Linked DNA regions of Mus musculus: all the other regions are linked to region 1. Evidence: chromatin contacts called from public HiCAR-type, HiChIP or PLAC-seq and promoter capture Hi-C data. All regions are on one chromosome and are shown on one strand. The core of a region is the stretch at or near the end of the contact, and the rest is flanking DNA. Distances in the headings are between cores, read along the strand shown.

Evidence for each region. Promoter capture Hi-C pulls out the DNA fragments that hold promoters and counts their contacts. HiCAR-type assays count read pairs that join an accessible place to other places. HiChIP or PLAC-seq counts read pairs in DNA pulled down with a chosen protein or histone mark. Capture Hi-C pulls out chosen DNA fragments and counts their contacts.
Region 2: an H3K27ac HiChIP or PLAC-seq map of thymic regulatory T cells shows a contact between it and region 1, with 4 times the contacts expected there. The contact joins the promoter of Ccdc32 here to the promoter of Rtf1 in region 1. A contact is called at or near these places in 1 of 484 Hi-C or Micro-C datasets (CD4 T cells) and 3 of 115 datasets of contacts at active chromatin or transcription factors (extraembryonic endoderm stem cells, memory CD8 T cells and thymic regulatory T cells).
Region 3: a promoter capture Hi-C map of liver shows a contact between it and region 1, with 2.0 times the contacts expected there. The contact joins the promoter of Knl1 here to the promoter of Rtf1 in region 1. A contact is called at or near these places in 1 of 39 promoter capture datasets (erythroid cells), 1 of 484 Hi-C or Micro-C datasets (CD4 T cells), 4 of 115 datasets of contacts at active chromatin or transcription factors (extraembryonic endoderm stem cells, memory CD8 T cells, pancreatic cancer cells and 1 more) and 1 of 9 other capture datasets (liver).
Region 4: a promoter capture Hi-C map of cranial neural crest shows a contact between it and region 1. The contact joins the promoter of Pla2g4e here to the promoter of Rtf1 in region 1. A contact is called at or near these places in 2 of 39 promoter capture datasets (cranial neural crest and frontonasal cranial neural crest).
Region 5: a contact with region 1 is called in a HiCAR-type map of astrocytes, with 2.5 times the contacts expected there. The contact joins the promoter of Rad51 here to the promoter of Rtf1 in region 1. A contact is called at or near these places in 1 of 39 promoter capture datasets (liver), 1 of 484 Hi-C or Micro-C datasets (liver) and 1 of 115 datasets of contacts at active chromatin or transcription factors (astrocytes).

What each region holds. Positions count from the first base shown.
Region 1 is chr2:119,673,219-119,676,863 of GRCm38.p6, reverse strand. It overlaps Rtf1 (RTF1, Paf1/RNA polymerase II complex component), which reads right to left and starts at 1,796. Exons shown (of 18, transcript NM_030112.2): 1 at 1,584-1,796. The coding sequence starts at 1,796.
Region 2 is chr2:119,027,477-119,031,121 of GRCm38.p6, reverse strand. Ccdc32 (coiled-coil domain containing 32) reads left to right here and starts at 1,729. Exons shown (of 4, transcript NM_199310.2): 1 at 1,729-1,805.
Region 3 is chr2:119,045,575-119,049,219 of GRCm38.p6, reverse strand. It overlaps Knl1 (kinetochore scaffold 1), which reads right to left and starts at 2,101. Exons shown (of 24, transcript NM_029617.3): 1 at 1,997-2,101. n-TSgct7 (a tRNA gene) reads left to right here and starts at 2,389; the gene lies at 2,389-2,470.
Region 4 is chr2:120,243,741-120,247,385 of GRCm38.p6, reverse strand. Pla2g4e (phospholipase A2, group IVE) reads left to right here and starts at 2,051. Exons shown (of 20, transcript NM_177845.4): 1 at 2,051-2,700. The coding sequence starts at 2,479.
Region 5 is chr2:119,110,871-119,114,515 of GRCm38.p6, reverse strand. It overlaps Rad51 (RAD51 recombinase), which reads right to left and starts at 1,702. Exons shown (of 10, transcript NM_011234.5): 1 at 1,482-1,702.

The DNA of each region.
Region 1 (3,645 bases), core at 547-3,046:
TAGGAGTCTTTCAATGAACATGCCTTCAATTTATTCACTTAATTCCTATCCCTATACAGGGGTCCCTGTCCTTAGTCCTTCTACTAGCCCCATTACTTTCCTACTTCCCTGCCACCTTTTTAAAGGTATCCATTACTTTCTCTCTTTCTTTCTCTCTCTTTTTTATTCCTTTCTTAAGGCAGGTGTGGTGACCCATGTCTGTAACCCCCTGTACTTAAGAGGACAAGGTAGGAGAACTGGTTTAATTCAATGATAGACCAGGCTATAGTTTGAGATCCTGTGTCAAAAGGTAATGTGTGTGTGCGCATCTTGTTCTTTAAACCTTACAAGTTCTTCCCTCATAAGAGCCCTCCCTTTTCTTTCTTTTGTTTTTGAGGTGTTTGTTTGAGACAGGGTTTCTCTGTCCTGGACTCATTTTGTAGACCAGGCAAGCCCTCCCTTTTCAAGTCCTAATTAAACCTGAGACCTCTAGTCTATTACTAAGGACTCCCAAGAAGCCTTTTATACAAATACTTTGTAGTTTATACCAACATTTTTTATTATAAACATTTGTTTTATGCAACTGTCCAATTCAATACATGAGGCTGATATTATATGTCCATTTTACAGTGGAAACCAAAGGTAAATGGCTAGAAAGAAATTAGGAATCAGAATTACAGATTCTGAGTTTAGTACTCAATCTACTCCATTTATAAAGCTTCCTACCCTTCCTTTATGTCATTTACTCATGAAACATGGAGGAAATCATCTCCTGATACCATCAGAGTACTACTACACAAACAGCTTCCTCCCTGCAGTGTTTTTTTAAAGTACAGAAGCAATGCCGGGTACTCCAAGACGCTAAAGCCACAAGTTACTTTCAGTACTTCTCAGATCTTCAAGTGAAAAAGAATTCTATGCTGCTGCATAAAAGAGGCTGAGCGCTTGGAACACAGTCTCTCTCTGCTGCCCTACAATTCAAACTTCCAGTTATCTGCCCTCTCTCCTCCTCCAAAGAGTTTTTTGTCAGACATCCCAACGAGAACCCATTTCGACCGTAAATGATCATAGTCTCCCCCCCACCCCAAGCACCACGAAAGCTCTTCGGGACATGTATGGGTGTCTCTCCTATGTCCACATGCCTGGTCTGAAAAACTTCACCTTCCAGAGTCCACACCTTCTAGACAAATTTTCCCTCCCACCGCCCCATGCTCACCCTTGCACCTCCTCCAAAATCTCTCAGCCATTGGGGTTGGCGGGCGATACTTCCTATCTCGCCCAGCCCGAATCTCCCTGCCTGCAGTCATGACGTCCCGATCCGGCCCAAGCAGACAGCGGCCCCCTTCAGTACCCCAAACCCCGAGGCCCATCAGCCCAATTCCCTGCCCCGCCTCCCGGCCCAAGGCGCCAAGTCCTCGGGGCTCTGTCTCCAGGCCTGGCCCGGGCTCCAAGGGCCTAAGATTCAGCGGGGAGACAGGAAGGGACTACAGTAGCGGGACGGACACCAGGCTGGCCGGGCGCTCGGGCCGGGCGACTCCCAGCTCCCGTGGCCAGGACTGAGCCCTCCCGCTCTGCCGGCCCGCGCCTCCGCGGCCTGCCCTCACCTGATCCAGGTTCTCGTCACTGCCGCTGTCTTCCGTATCCGAGTCGATCACGACACGGCCTTTCCGCTTCTTTACCATGGTGGTCCCCCGGCTTCCACGCCGGACGCCGCCCTGACTCCCCTCTTGCCCGCCTGCCAGTGGGACCGCCACTGCCGCCGCCGCCACCGCCGCCGCCACCGCCGCCGCTCGACCCACACAAAGGCGACCGCGCATGCGCGCTCCGCTCCGCCCCTAGCCCCGCCCCCCGCCTGGCGCACGCCGTTCGCCGGCGCCTGGCGCCCCGCCCCGCCCCACCTCCGACGCAGCGCGAGGGGCGGAGCCACGCGCCCGAGGGTTCCGGACCAACGCTCCCTGATCTAGCTGTCCGGAAGCTTCTGCAGTGTTGGAGTTGTAGGCTGCCCAGGAGTTCCCTACTTGAAGCGAATTTGAGCCTCCGGACCAGGGTCCACTCTGAGGAAACTCATCCATCTCCAGCCCTGGAATGCGGCCTCAGGGACCACCCGCATAGTCGACAGCCCCTGGAAATTGCTGAGAGCTTGGGTGGAGGAGCCAGAGTCCGCCTGCCTGGGCTGTTATTAGTGACAGCCTAAATGCGACCCAAAAACTAGGGAAGACTATTCCAGCGATAATCGGAGAACTCAGATTCATTGTAGGGAAGGACCAGGTGTCGGGGTGTGGGATGAGCAGAGAGGTGGCCCGGGAAGAAAGCAGTAATTTAATGAGCTATGCTAAGTAGTTTCAAACTCGCTTGAGTGTCCTGGGTCTTTGGTAAGGAACGACAGTGACTTCAACACTGGAAGAGAATGAGAATAGAGAAATAGATGGGTTCTGAATTATTTGCTAGTTGGGGCGCAGAGGAGGCAGAGGTTTCAGATTCTGATTTAGGAAGATGAGTGTGAGCTTTGTCAAGAAAATATGACAGAGGTTTGGAAGGGAAGAGGGCTGTATAGGAAATGTTTTATGTCGTTGAATTTGAAGTCATCTGACAAAAAGGTCAACGCTGGGAATGCATTTTTATATATTATTTATGTGCAGCAGGGTTTATATTAGGGAGTATTAACAGTTACAATTTGAAGTTGTTCTCAAGTCTTAGAACGCACTGGTTCACTCATTCTGATAGACAACTTTAGAATTCAAATCTTTCTCGACTAAGTTGATGAGGTCTTGCTTTCTTACTATCCCACTTTGACTCTCTAAGTTATTTTTCTCAGCTCAACTACAGTACACATCACATCCCTTGCCAGGTGTGGTAATTATAAACCCATATTTTTAGATACTTGGAAGGTTAAGACAGGAAGAACATAAGGAACACAAGTTCAAGGCCTGCCTAAGTCTGCATAATGAGTCCAAGGCTAAGACCCTGTCTTAGTCGATCAATCAATATATAAATAAATACCAGGCAATGGTGGCCCATGCCTTTAATCTCAGGACTTGAAAGGCAGAGGTGGGCAGATCTCTGCATTCCAGGCCAGCCTGTCTACAAATCAAGTTTCAGAACAGCAAGAGCTGTTGTACGTAGAAATCCTGTCTTGAAATGCAAGAGGAGGAAGAAGAAGGTGAAGGAGGAGGAGGAATAAGAAGAAATAAAGTATTGGATATAGCTCAGTAGTAGTGCTTACAAGCATATGTAAGGCTCTAGGTTTAATATTCATCATTAAAAGCAACAATAGCCGGGTAGTGGTGGCACATGCCTGTAATCCCAGCACTTGGGAGGCAAAGCCAGCTGGTCTACAGAGTGAGTTCCAAGACAGCCAGGGCTACACAGAGAAACCTTGTCTCAGAAAACCAAAGGAAAAAAAAAAAGCAATAACAAATGTTCATGCCTCAAAATAGTAACAGCCCCAGAAGAACTCATCAGTCTGAGGCAGAAGAATAACATATTAACAGTCGCTTAGACTACATAGCAAAACCCAGTCATTTGTGTGTAATGTGTGTATATATAATATATATGTATACCTAATATAATACCATCCATAGAGAGAAAACACTCTCTGCTATTAGCTACTTGAAGAGATGTTTAGAATTACATTGATGGAAACAAACTAAATAAGACCCAGGTACC
Region 2 (3,645 bases), core at 480-2,979, 650 kb after region 1:
AGAGAAATCTTGTCTCGAAAAAACGAGTATAAAGAGTGTATGTAACACAGAAAGCCTTGGTGCACCTTACTGAAACATTGGGACCCTTGTTCCCACACTCCACTCTGTGAGCCAGGTAACACTGAACGTCTTTCTTTTATCCTATGAGTAAGCATTGCTGCAACCTTGCCTGTTTTTTGTTCTCTAGTCTCTCTGCTTTCCACTCCTTTCAATTCACAGTCTAAGAATGCTTACAGCTGTGAGCAGCAGAGCATTCTGCGGTGACACTTGCCTGTGACAGTAGGTTTGCTACAACCTTTGCCACACTGATGGAATTTGAACACATCTCCTCAGCCGAGTTACTGGTATGGGTGATTGGCTGATATTGTCCATCACAGCTTTCTTTGTGACGGAGTAACAGCTCTAGAAAGTGGGAATAATGGGGCTCAGGTGTTAAGAGTGCTTGCTGCTCTTCCAAAGGACCAGATTCAGTTCCCAGCACCCACACCAGGAGTCTCACAACCTTCTACAGACACCAAATGGAAGACATACATATAATTTTTTTTAAAGTTACCCCAACATTTTTTTAATCATTGGGAACAAGGAATAACCAAAGAAACATGTTGACAATCATTGGAGGCTGTGTAAGAGAGATAGTTTTAATTTTAGATAGGATTTTCACTTGCAGTTCAGATTGACCTAGAACTCCACAGCCTCATGCCCTCAGCTTTAGAATGCTAGGGTTACAGGCACTACTACATCTGGCTATTGAAGGTGTTATAAACTCTCTCTCTCTCTCCCCCTTCCCACACTACCATCATCTTCCATACGTCTTTGGTGCCATTTGTACATTTGTCTGTCTGTCTGGTGGACCTCCTCCTACACTAAGCTGGGGCCCATAAGACGTCTTTTTAAAAATATATATTTATTTTATGTATATGAGTACACTGTAGCTGTCTTCAGACACCAGAAGAGGACATTGGACCCCATTACAGATGGTTGTGAGCCACCATGTGGTTGCTGAGAATTGAACTCAGGACCAATGAAAGAGCATTCAGCGCTCTTAACCACTGAGCCATCTCTCCAGCCCCACCATAACAAGTCTTCTGTGTTCTGAATTCACACTCACAATACCTATAGCAGAGTAGGAGCTTAGTATTTTTTTTTTAACTAAATGAAGTCTCAGGAGTCAGTGAATTGAGGCCCCGATATCCTAAGTCACTGACATGCTCTAACTTGAGATAGTCACGAGGTAAAGGTAACACAAATATTCAGAGGATTGTTTGGGAGATAATTGATACACGATTTACTGACCCCAAATCTGTATTTTCACCTAATATTGGGATACACACTGAAAACAATCCAAGCAAGGGCCGTTGGAAGGGGATGCGCCTAGAGCCTTGGGGCTTTGAGGACCATCTAGTTTTGTAAGATAAGCAGGGACCTTATTTCAGAAGGACTTTAGAAATCAAGATCTCTGGGGACCAAGAAAAGTCTAGAAAACTGGCTTCCCTAGCCGAGTCTGGGATGGGTGGTGAAAAGCTGGAACTCTGGAGCCTGCAAAGAATCAATCCGGTCCTGGAGAGTTAAGGTACTAAACTCTGGACAGGAGATTCCATCGTTTCCTGGCAACCACTAGTTCCGCCCACCGATTGCCCGCCTCTGGGCGTCATTAACTATTTTACCAATCAACTCATAGAACGACAGAAAATCAGACATCAATTGGAGGGCTTCTCAGCTCCGTCACTCAGAGACTCCGCCCCTCCCCGATTCTTCCTGACTGCCAGCGACAAACCTGAGCCGGGCGTTTGGAAACTGCTGGGCAGGTAATTGCGGTAGGTGAGGGGCCGCGGTGTCCCGTGTTTAGCATCTCCTACTATGGCCTGACCCCGAAACACAACTGAGGGTATCAGGGGCCGGATCGTCAAGACCAGTGATTTGTTTAGGCCGGGGTGACTGAGGCCTGGGATCTGGACACACGTTTTCCTCTACCGTTCTGAAGGTTCCCGGGGTCAGGGACATGCCTCACCCCACCCCACCCCCGAGTGAGTGCAGACTTGGGGTTTGGGTGTGTAGAGTACTTCCACGGAGATTCTAAGGACTTCGTGACATATCTGACCTTCTACTACTATCTACTTTGGGCCCTCGCGCTGGCTGGACTTGGCTGGAATTCAGACTTTGCCCTTGTCAGCTTTCCTGATCTTTAAAAGCCCTCTTAAAAGAAGGCGTCGACCGATTCCATAAACCTAGATGGTTATGGAAGCCCCTAGACTCTATGCATAGCCCTTCTCCCATCTCGGCGTGGGCGACTTTCAGTGTGTTTCCCAAGCAGGCATAGTGTTGGTGCTGGGTGAAAATAAGGATTTGGAAGCAAAACATCATATACCAGCAATGCTGCTTTGAGCAAACTGCTCATTTGATCTTGTTATTTCCTCTTCCTGCTTCTTCCTCGCCCTTTTCCTGCTCCACTTCCTTCTTCCTCACCAGCTCCTGGAATTCATGCTCTTTTCTGCCTCAGACTCCTTAGTGCAGGAGTACAGATGTGCTTCACCATTCCTAAATGTGTCTCTAAAATGATGAGAATGCCTCTCTTTCATTATTTACATTCAGTGCTAATTATTTGGTTGAATACACATTGCATACACTTATTCAATTATCGCACTTTACAGCAAAAATATGGGCAATTAAAATAGTAATAATAAAAAAATAAAGTGGAAAAAGTATGAATAGGGGTGTGGAGGAACTTGAAGTACACAGCCCTGCTGCCACTGTAATACACACTTAACCTTGCGCTATGATGACTTTTCACCAAGCCCATTTTTGCTGTTTTCACATGTGAGGGACAATGTAAGACTGTCAGTCTGTGTCCCACTGAAGACACCCTAACTGACCATGATAGAACAGCTGTATGAGGGAGGTCTGCAGACAGCACAGTAGTTAGCCACGGATGCACCATGGGAACATAGAGAGTCTTGTGTTCATTGAATATGTAAAATGCAAGGGCTGGGGCTGTAGCTTCTCAGATTCATTTGTGGAGCCTCATCCTGTAGGTGAAGGCTGTTGTGAGGCAGCAGAATCCACTGTCCAGCCCATGGTAAAGTCCTGGGCTCCTTTATGGACATCTCAAACTGCTTTATGTATTCATGTTTCTTGTGTGTGTTTGTGTGTGTGTATTTTGAGATAGAGTCTCACTATGTAGCCCTGAGCTGACACTTACGTAGTCTAGGCTAGCCTCAAATTCACAGATATCCTCTTGCTTTGCTTTGCCTCCTCGGTGCTGGGATTGAAGGTGTATACCACCACAGCTGTCTCCACTATATGTATAAAGACTTATTTATTTTTATTTTATGTGTGTTTCTCCTGCATGTATGTTTATGCACCACATGCCTGCCTGGTGTCCACAGGGCATTGAATGCCCTGGAACTTTTGTCTAAGATGGTTGTGAGCTGCTATGTGGGTGCTGAGAACCAAACTCTCATCCTCTCCAGGAGCAATAAATGCTGTTAACCTCTGAGTCATCTCTCCATCTACTATACTGCATTCTTTTTTCTTTCTTTCATTTATTCTTTATGTATTTATTTTGAGACAAAGTCTCACTGTATATTCCTGACTGGTCTGGAACTCACAGAGATCTGCCTGCTTTTGCCTCCCAAGATTCGGGTTTAA
Region 3 (3,645 bases), core at 852-3,351, 630 kb after region 1:
TTCAAAATATTATCTATCTACATTACCATCAATAATACCGTATCATTGTGAAGTAAGAGCTTTGGCAACTGGTATGAATAAAAGCTAGTGGACTTAATTAGTAACTTGATTACTTAAGAAAAAAGTTTATTATCTTTTCCTTCAACTTACACTTACCAAATGGCTACCAAGTTGTTAGGACATACTCATTAAATTTATTGAACCAAGCTATATAAAAATGAGGATATTAAGTATTTCTTTTGGACTGTTTGAACCAAAAAGTTTGAGCCACCAGTCTAAATAATCCAGGGGTCTGCAGACCAACAGTGGGCCAAAGCAACCTTTGAGAACTTTCTTTTAACTGAAGAAAATAAACATCACCACCAAAACATCATGTAGCAGAGACCATCATACTGACCCACAGCAAGCAGAGCCTAAATACTATCTGGCTCTTTGTCCATTCCTGAATTTATACAACCAAAATATACAAACATTTTCACTGATTCAGACTCCACTGATACAGACTCTAGACCTGTGCTGTCAAATTGAATGATTATATACAATGAAATTAAGATGAAACAAATTAAAACTCAAGTTTTTGGTAATCATACTACATTTCTTTGATAACCATATTTTAAGTGCGCCAAAAATGACTGCTAATAGATACCATGTTGGACAGTGCAGATATAGAATATTATTATCACAGAAAATTCTATTGGAAACGCTTGTTCGATCCAGTATCTAGAATCAGTACCTTCTCGTATTCTCAGCATCAAACACATCATTTATATCACCATCCCAAACATTTTACTCCATTTACATCTATCAACTTGTAAAGGTTTCCAGCCATTCACATAGTCAAGAAGTACACTGCTTGAACCTAACCTTTAATGACCAAATACCTTACGATATATTTCCTTCCATATTTATAAATCATCTCTCCAACAATCTGACCAATGAAATGCCATCCCCATGAAGTCTACTTTAGCACAAGACAATGAACCTATGAGACATACAAGGGACTCAACGGAACCAATTTAACTGAAATGAAAACTAACGGTCAACCTTGGTGTCTAGAATAAACTGCTGCTTTGGGTTTTAGCCACATGCTTTATCTCTGTTAACTTCTGTCTTAGTCACAGTTTTATTGCTGTGAAGAGACACCATGGCCACAACTCTTATAGCAGGAAGCAGTTAATTGGGGGTCTTGCTTACAGTTTCAGAGACTTATATAGCAGTCATCATGGGGAACCTGCGAGCAAACACAATGCTGAAGGAGTAGCCAAGAACGTCCACAAACAGCAGGCAGAGTTTTGGAAACCTCAAAGCTCATCCCTCATTAACACATCTCCTCCAACAAGGCCACCCCTCCTCCTAATCCTTTCAAACAGTGCCACTCTCAGTTGACTCGGCATTCAAATATATGAGCATAAATCAAACTACAACGTCTAGTACATTTTAAAAATTGCAGTAGGCAATATTTTTCTTCCCAAAGGGAATCCAAAGTCTTTTGGATGGGAAAGGAAATTTATGTAATCTAACACACCGATTTGTCTTTACTAATGTTGGACCTGCAGAAACCCGAAACTCTATTATTGTGCTCGGACGGAGCCTACAATTTAAAGTTCACTCGTCGCCTTCAGACCACGGAAGCAGGGAACGTCGGTCAGAAACACATACCACAAGGAGTTGGCGAGAGACGGTGGGACCGGATCCCGGAGCCCTGACCAAAGATGATGGGCGGGGCGAACCCGGAGGCCCACGGCGCACCGCGCAGACGACACGACCCCGGGAATGGAGCGGCTTTGGGAAAGGAGAAGCGAAACGCGGCGCTCCAGGAGAAGGAGAGCGGGCCGTTGGCGCTCGCGCGGTCCGGTCGGCTGCAGGGCCTTTCCGAGATCGCCCCGACGACCGAGCGACCTCAGCAACCCGCGCCCGCCCTTCAGCACTCAAACAGAACCCGAGCCCTCTCAGGAGCCCAGAACGGAAAGGAGCATTCTGACCCGCCACCGACCACCTGCTTGACTTGTCTGGGGTCCTCGCGCTCCTTGGAGTCGGACGTCACCTCTCAACGTCCCTGAAGTATTCAAATCTAACCGCCCTAGTGATGCGCATGCTCAGTGCTGCGCGCCGCGCAGACCCCACCCCTTCGGCTCCAGACCGGCCCCGCCCCTAAGACATAAACTTCTCTGTCCTCCTCTGCTCTGACTTAAGTTCCCTCGGGTTTTTCTTCTTTTCTACAGAATTTTCTTCGTCTCTGTTATTCTGAGAACGGCCATCTTCTTTCGAGTGTTTGCAGAGTAAACAATCGCACTGTTGGCTTCCGTACAAAATGGCGACTTCCATGGTATTGCGTCACAGCGCTCTGTGTCTACTCCCTATAGCTACCAGGAAGAAACTAGCTTCTGGGACGAGGTGGCCGAGTGGTTAAGGCGATGGACTGCTAATCCATTGTGCTCTGCACGCATGGGTTCGAATCCCATCCTCGTCGAAAGTGTCTTTTGCTAATTAGTGTAATGTGAATTTATAATCCACAGGATGGAAGTGATTAAATATTGCTTCGGGTTTTAATTCCGATCAGGTTCTATCTAACACAATTAGTCTCAGCATCGAGGTGTTTTAGTTGGTGATATTGTAATTTGAAGGAATTTGATATTTGAAATCAGCTGAAGGAATTGAGATATTTGAAAGGCTGCTTTTGGAATGTTATGACTCACAGATGAAGAAAAAGCAGATAAAGAGACTTTTTTCTAGGAATTTAATTTCTTACAAAGTAAAATAACAGGACATGTTCAGTGGTGGTCTGGAACATGAAATGTCCTAGCTCTGAGATGAATGCTTTCAGTCTTTAATGAGCTCTTACTCCGAGGGCTTTGTTTTGTTTTTGTTATTTTGAGACACAGTTTTACTGTGTAGCAGTCTAGCCTCCAGGTTAAAAATCATCCTGTCTCGCCTTCCCAAATGCTAGGATTACAAAGCTATACCCCCATAATCGCTATTTTGGGGGTTTAATACCTGTCCTGATCGTGAAGTACCATATTGCATTACAAATGCCACCTCTTCCAGCCCTTAAGCAAGCTATGGGATTTGTTTTCAATGTATACATTAAAAAGGTGCCCATGGGGGTGGGGGTAGGGGTGGGGGTGGGGGTGGGGGTGGGGGGGTAACCCAAGTGAACCCTTTGCAGGGCAGTGGTGGCGCAGACCTTTAATCCCAGCAGTTGGGAGGCAGAGGCAGGCGGATTTCTGAGTTCGAAGCCAGCCTGGTCTACAGAGTGAGTTCCAGCATGAGTTCCAGGACAGTCTGGGCTACACAGAAACACTGTCTCAATCCCCCCACCCCCACCCCAAAACAAAACTCCCAAAAACAAAACAAACAAACAAACAAAAATGCCCATGACATTTGAAATCTTGCTATGATCCAGAAACTACTGAAGAAGAGGAACACGACTACCTTTTCAAAAGACAAAAAGCTGAATCTTCTGGATTTAACCAAAGGATTAGGAATAGAAAAAAGAACAGAGATTTTCCTCCTGTAACATCATCAGACAAATTCATTCAACTCACACTTAAAAACCCTTAATGTTTTTTACATAACTAAAAGCAACATACATTTTACATGGATTATGTGTCTCCGACTCTGCAGAACCCTGTGATCATGATAGAT
Region 4 (3,645 bases), core at 802-3,301, 570 kb before region 1:
CCTGCATCATCACACGCACGCACACACGCACGCACGCACGCACGCACACACACATGCACGCACTGACACCAGATCAGACCCATGGCCAGACTCTAACTGCTCAGCTGCCTGGGCCCATGCTCCCACCATCATTCTAGGTCTTACTTGAGTGCGGGAATTGGGGGGGGCAGGGTATTGAGGAACAGAAGGTTCCCCAGGACAGAGAACTCAGCATAGAGGTACATAAGCTCCCCTTTGTCTTCATGAAGCCCCCGAAATATTAACCAAAAGAAATCTTTACTTCTGAGGCTGGGGAGATGGCTCAGAAAGTAAGGTGCCTGCTGTGCAACTGGATCGAACTTGAGAATATCACCCTGAGTGAGGTTCTGAGACCCAGAAAGAGGCGTGTGGTGTGTTCTTAATTATAAGTGGACAGTAACCATAAAGAGCAAGATAACTATGCTACAATCCACAGACCCAAAGAAACTGGGTAATAAGGAGGACTCAGGGGAGGATGTGAGAATCTCACTCAGAGGGAAACAAAATAGTCATCAGAGGTGGATGGAGTGCGGGACTGGGTGGGAGAGGAGGTGAAGAAAGGAACAGGGATGGTGATGATCAGGTGTGGGAAGGGGAGGGAGGGGGCTGGGAGTGAGAATGGAAATCAGTGGGGGGAGCATCTCTGGGACAAGCTGGAGACCTGGGTTGGGAGGAGGCTACAGGGAGTCTATGGGGGTAGCCTTAGCTGAGATCTCTACCTACCAGCTCTTCCAGTAGCCAGGTGGGACTTCCAGTGGAGGGAGGGGGACATCAACCCACCCACAAAACCTTCACCCCAAAATTTGTCCTTCCTATAAAATGCACAGAGATGAAGATGGCGCAGAGACTGAGAACGGCCAACCAATGGCTGCCCAACTTGAAACCCATGCCATGTGAGAGAGCCAACCCCTGACACTGTTAATGATGCTCTGCTCTGCTTGCAGACAGGAGCCTAGCATAACTGTCTCCTGAGAGGCTTCATCCAGCAGTAAAGGGAAATAGAGACCCACAGCCAAACATCAGGCAGAGTTTGGGGAGTCCTGTGGAAAAGTGGGAGATAGAGGCTGGAGAGATGGCTCAGCAGTTAAGAGCACTGATTGCTCTTCCAGAGGTCCTGAGTTCAATTCCCAGCAACCACATGGTGGCTCACAACCATCTGTAAAAGAGATCTGATGCCCTCTTCTGGTGTGTCTGAAGACGGCTACAGTGTACTTTAATAAATATAATAAATATTAAAAAAGAAAAAAGAAAAGAAAAGTGGGGGATAGAATTGATCAAGCCAGAGGGGTAAGAACACCACAAGAAGACCCACAGAATCAACTAACCGGACCTATGGGAGCTCAAAGACTGAATGAACCATTATCCAAAGAGCATGCCCTGTAGCAAATGTGCAGCTTGGTCTTCATGTGGGTCCCCTAACAATTGGAGGGGGTGCTGTCTCTGACTCTGTTGTCTGCCATTAGAGTCCCTTCCCATACCTGGACTTCTTGGTTGGGTCTCAGCGGGAGAGGAGGTGCTTAGTCCTGCTGGGACTAGATGATCCAGAGTAGTTGGTACCCAAGAAGGGGGTGTGTCTTCTCCCGCCTCTGAGGAGAAGGGGAGAGGATAATGGGAGAAGGGTTTTGTAAGGGCGGGACTGGGAGGTGAGGAGGGAATGGGACTGTGATTGGGATGTATAATATATAAAAAATTTGGGGGAAAGGAAAAAGAGAAAAAACTAAGCAAGCGTGTTGTGTTAGCGCACTGCAAGATGGCGCTGGAGAGGCAGCTCAGCTTCTGCGGTCAGGAGCGCATGCTGCTCTTCTAGAGGACCTGGCTTGCTTTTGTTTTTGTGATTTTAAACATAATACCATGGTGCATTCTCTTTCAACTTCATCATATCATTTATCAAGCCAGACGAAATGAGAGGCAAGGTTAATGACCAGTCTCCACCATCAGCTGAGAGCCTAGAGGTGGGTATTTGTTTTCATAGCTCAAAACAGAGATGCGGGATGAGGAGCAACAATTGAGCAATGGCTTTACGGGATGAGAATGCGAGTCTCCTTTAGATCCTGCTAGCCTCAGGCATATCGCCAGCCCCCGCCCCCCTTCTCTGGGATATATTGAGTTTCACGCTTAAAAATAGCTCTTGCAGTGCAGAGCTGGAGACAGCCCCGAGCCTGAATCGCAGCTCTGCAAAGCCGGTCTCTCCTCGTCTAGCACTACGTAGTGCGGGGCGGCGGCGGCGGCGCAGTCCTTGTTGCGTGCTGACCCTCTGCACACCACGGAACCTTTCTTTTACTCTTGCCAACCAGGTTGCTCGAAATGTTTCCGGCGCTCCCTTAGCGAAGCTGTGACCTCTTTCCCTCCCTCCCTCCTTAAAAATTTATCTGACATTTCTCCTGGAGGAACCTGCTGACACCTTTCCTTTCTCCCAAACCTCTCCTGAACTTCCCTGAGGATAAAATCGGCTCCAGCTCTATGCAGTCTATTCCACACTCCGATGAAGCAGACGTGGCTGGGATGACCCACGCCTCAGAAGGCCACCATGGCCTGGGGACCAGCATGCTTGTCCCAAAGAACCCACAAGGGGAAGAAGACAGCAAGCTAGGAAGAAACTGCAGTGGATTTGAAGATGCACAGGACCCACAGACTGCTGTGCCCTCCTCACCTTTACTTTCCATGGCTTCTTGCAGTTCTCAGGTATGTCTTTTTTCTGAGGGGAAAGGCTCCTGTCCCCTTAAACTTGATCCCGCCCCTCTCCTGACTCTGAATAAGATCACATGTGTTCTTGCAGTTTAAAGCTCAGATTTTGTTAATTTTTTTCTTTTTCTGGAGGTGATCCCTCTCCAACCCCATCAACCTACCTGTCTTTACCTCTTTGTGTTCAGAAAACCAGCTAACAGAAGTCGTAACCCTTGAACGAGTGTATCCTGCTATGTATCCAATACTCTGTTAGGCAAGGATTCATGTATGCACTTAGTGAGATGATAAAGCTTGGAGATATTAGACATCTATTTTTTTTAAAGATTTTAAAAAAGCTTTGTATATGTATGTGTGTGACTATGTTTGTGTATGTCACATGTGTACAGTTATCTACAAGGGCAGAAGAGGGAGTCAGATCCCCTGGAGCTGGAGTTACGCCAGAGCCTTCAGCCTTGTTAAGGAATCTATTCAAGATCACACAGGTGGTTTTGAATATGAATGGCCCCCATTGGCTCATACATTTGAATATTTAGTCACCTGGGAGTGGACCGCTTTGGTAGAAGTAGGACTAGTACTGTTGCTTTGTTGGAGGAAATGTGTCATTGGGGGTGGGCTTTGAGGTTTCAAAGCCCCTGCCAGGCCCAGTAGTCCTCCCTTCCCAACCCACCTCAGCCCCCTGCCCCACCCCCACCTACGGATCAGGATATAACTCCCAACTAAGTCTCCATCACCATGCCTGCCAAATCTGCCACCAAGCTCCCACCATGCTAAAAATAGACTAAGCCTCTAAAATTGCAAACCAGCCTCCAATTAAATTCTTTCTCTTCTAAGAGTTGGTATGGTCATGGTGTCTCTTCACAACAATAGAACAGGGACTAAGACAGATGGGTATCTATTTCTATTCGTGAGATACTGAGAAGAAAGAAGGCCATGCTAGTGAAG
Region 5 (3,645 bases), core at 453-2,952, 560 kb after region 1:
TACATGAAATTTAAAAACAGGCGAAGATGAGCTGGGGAAGCTGAGTCAGGATGGGGAGTTCAAGGTCAGTTTTTGCTAAAATGCAAGATCCTTGATCAAAAAAAAAAAAAACAAAACCAAAAATATGGCCGGCACAGTGGTACTCTCCTGTAGTCCCAGCACCTACAAGGCAGAGACAGTAGGATCCCGAGTTCCAAACTAGCTTCTGGGTTACAAAATCAGATCCTGCCTAAATAATGCCTTTTAAAGGTAGGCCACCTTAGTGAACAGTTTTAGAAATCACTGTTCAGCCATCAGGGTGAGGGGGAAATACTAAAACCAGGAAGGATAACAAGAGGTTTATAGCATGGTAACAGCAGTCTATTAGTGATTACATAGATACATTCTTTTTTTGTTGTCTTGTTTTTGAAAGATTTTATTTTATGTATATGAGTACACTGCAGTTGTACTGATGGCTGTGAGCCACCATGTGGTTGCTGGGATTTGAACTTGGGACCTTCAAAAGAGCAGTCAGTGCTCTTAACCACTGAGCCCTCTCTCTAGCCCCCAATATATTCACTTTGTATTCACTCACGTATACACTTGTATTTTATACATCTTTGTATTTTATACTTCATTTTATTTTTATTTCTTGGAAGTTCCTTTTAGATTTCTTTTTTGTTCATGAGAATTTTGCCTGCATACATGTGTGCGTACCACAAGCATGCCTGGTATCTGAGGTCAGAAGGCGGCACTGGATCCCCTGGAACTGGAGTTATGGTTGGTTGTAAGCCACCATGTGGGTACAGGAGCTGAACTCAGTTCCTTGGGAAGAGCAGCAAGTGCTCTTAACAGCAGAGCCACCTTCCAGCCCCTGTTCTTCACTTTTCCTTTTCTGAGACAGCTCTTCCATTTGTGGCTCAGGATGGTCTTGAAACTGTCATCCTCCTGCCTCTCCCAAGTGCTACGATTATATAGGTGAGTCATCTAGCCAAGATTCTCTTTAGAAATTTGTTTTATTTCTCGGTCTTTGCTACTCTTTTGCTTACGCAATCTTTGAACTCTGGGGCCTTCTACTTCAGTCTCCAGAGAGACCAGCCACTACCCTCATTTTAAAGTAACCAAGAATCTGTTAGCCCTGGCCCTACTACGTAACAGCTGTGAGCACTTTTCTCTGATCTCAGCTTCCTGCGTCCGGACCACAGAAGTGAACCTGAAAGTTTGTAAATCCCAGCATTGGGAGACTAAGGGTAGCAGTTCGAGCCCTGCCCAGCCTAGGTCGTGACCTCGGGTCTCAAAACAAATGCTTGAAGTACAGGTCGGTTTTCTCCACAACGAATTCAGTGGGTCAGTTAGCGTCGGTCGGTTGGTCGCCCTGCTCCGCCTTTCTCCGGTTTCTCAGCGTAGAGGGGACCCACAAAGCTGGCTACGGGAGCACTGGCCTGAGCCGGCTCAAGAAGCCGAGCGGCCATGGAAGGGGTGCGCCGGCGCCGCACACTCACCTGTCCCGCGGCCACGGGCCGCTCGCTCCTCCGGGCAGCCGGCTCTGCACACACCACACTCCCCCCACTTCACCCGGCTCGAACGCGCTTCGTTGCTCCTCTGTCAGGTTTTCTACGAAAAATTTCAGTCTTCCTGGCCACACCTGTGGGAGCGCCTCGGCTTTGCCCAGGCGCGGATCTGCGCACGGCGCGCGACTTTCGGAAATCCCGCCAAATCCTCACGCTCCTATCGCTGCAACGTCATCACGCCTTTCTCCGACCCGCCTCATACCTACTTCCGCTTCTGCTGCGAACCTGACGGACATGCCGGACGGCTTTGAAGCCGAGTGATTTCGTAGGGTCACTCTTCCCTTCCTTTATGATTGTTCTGATCCGGCCTTTCTGGTTACCCGACTGAGGACTACAAGTCTGCAAAGACGATGTGATCAGCCCAGGACTACATAACCCAGAATGCACTGCTGCGGAAGCACCTCTGCAAAACTTCTTGCACAGCGGATGTGGACTTCGGTCAGAAAGGCTTTGGCCAGTTCTGGCAGAGTGTGGATCTTTGGTAGTTGGGATGGTATGCTTTGGAACCAGGTGTTCTCTTGGTCTCTGTGGGCGGCAGAGATGAAGAAGCTGGAATAAAGATAAAACCTGCGAATGGAGCCAGCGATTAGAAAACCAGTGTGGGAATCAGCGAGGTGGAAAAAAAAAACCTTTTAATTGGGCGGGGGTTGGGACCGGTGGATATAATCTAAATATATACATTCATAAAACTACCAAAAACTAAAGCGAAATAACTCACTCTCTAGTGTTTTTTTTCTTCTCTCGCTTTGTAGTGGTTACTCCAGAAAAGTAGGAGCAAAATTGAATAAAGTAAAGGTTTGTGGAGTTTGCCAGGAACTTCGTATGTTTCTTGTTATACATCTAGGTGTTTTCAGACAAGATCTCATACTCCTTGAACTCTTTTTTTTTTTTTTTTTTTTTTTTTTTTGGTTTCGAGACAGGGTTTCTCTGTGTAGCCTTGGCTGTCTGGACTCACTTTGTAGACCAGGCTGGCCTCGAACTCAGAAATCCGCCTGCCTCTGCCTCCCAAGTGCTGGCGTGTGCCACCACCGCCCGGCTCCTTAACTCTATGCCAAGAATGACAATCCTTCTCCCACCTTTGTTTCCTGTACTGCTGGAACATTACTATGTTCTGTGTTGGGGATTGAATCCTGGATTGTATGCATGCCACACAAGCACTTCAACAACGTAGCTGCATGCTTAGCTGAAAATTACTTATATTTAATGAGTACACTGTAGCTGTCTTCAGACATCCAGAGGGCATCAGATTCCATTTACAGATGGTTGTGATTCCATTTACAGATGGTTGTGAGCCACCATGTGGTTACTGGGAACTGGACTCAGTGCTCCTAACTGCTGAGCCATCTCTTCAGCCCTAGGTAATTTTTTTTTTAAGATTTATTTATTATATGTAAGTACCCTGTAGCTGTCTTCAGACACTCCAGAAGAGGGCATCAGATTTCGTTACGGATGGTTGTGAGCCACCATGTGGTTGCTGGGATTTGAACTCAGGACCTTCGGAAGAGCAGTGGGAACTCTTAACCACTTAAGCCATCTCGCCAGCCCCAGGTAATTATTTTTGAGACAGGTTCTTTGTAACCCAGATTGGACTCAGCTCCCCAACGTCTGGGGTTGCACAAAAAAAAGCCACCATTCTTGATGTATATTTACTTTGTATTTTGAGAGACACCTTAGTTAAGTTTCTCTGGATAAATTTCCCAGGGTGACATTTAAACTTTGAATCTTCCTGCCTCAGACTCCCATGTAGCTTGTTTTTTTTTTTTTTTCCCAACCCCATACAGGTGTGTGCCCACAGGGCTGAGTAGTTTTTTTTCTTTTGAGACAGGGTTTCTCTGTGTAGCCCTGGCTGTCCCGGAACTCACTCTGTAGACCAGGCTAACCTTGAACAGAAATCTGCCTGCCTCTGCCTCCCAAGTGCTGGGATTAAAGGTATGCGCCACCACTGCCTGTTGTGAGTAGTTTTAAAGTGGATAAAATTTGTATTTTATACTTATACTATTTTACGTCAAAGGATGGTTTGGTTTGGTTTAAAAATACATTGTGTGTGTGTCTGTTTTCACAAGTAGAGGGCAGAAGACAACTTGAAGGTCAGTCA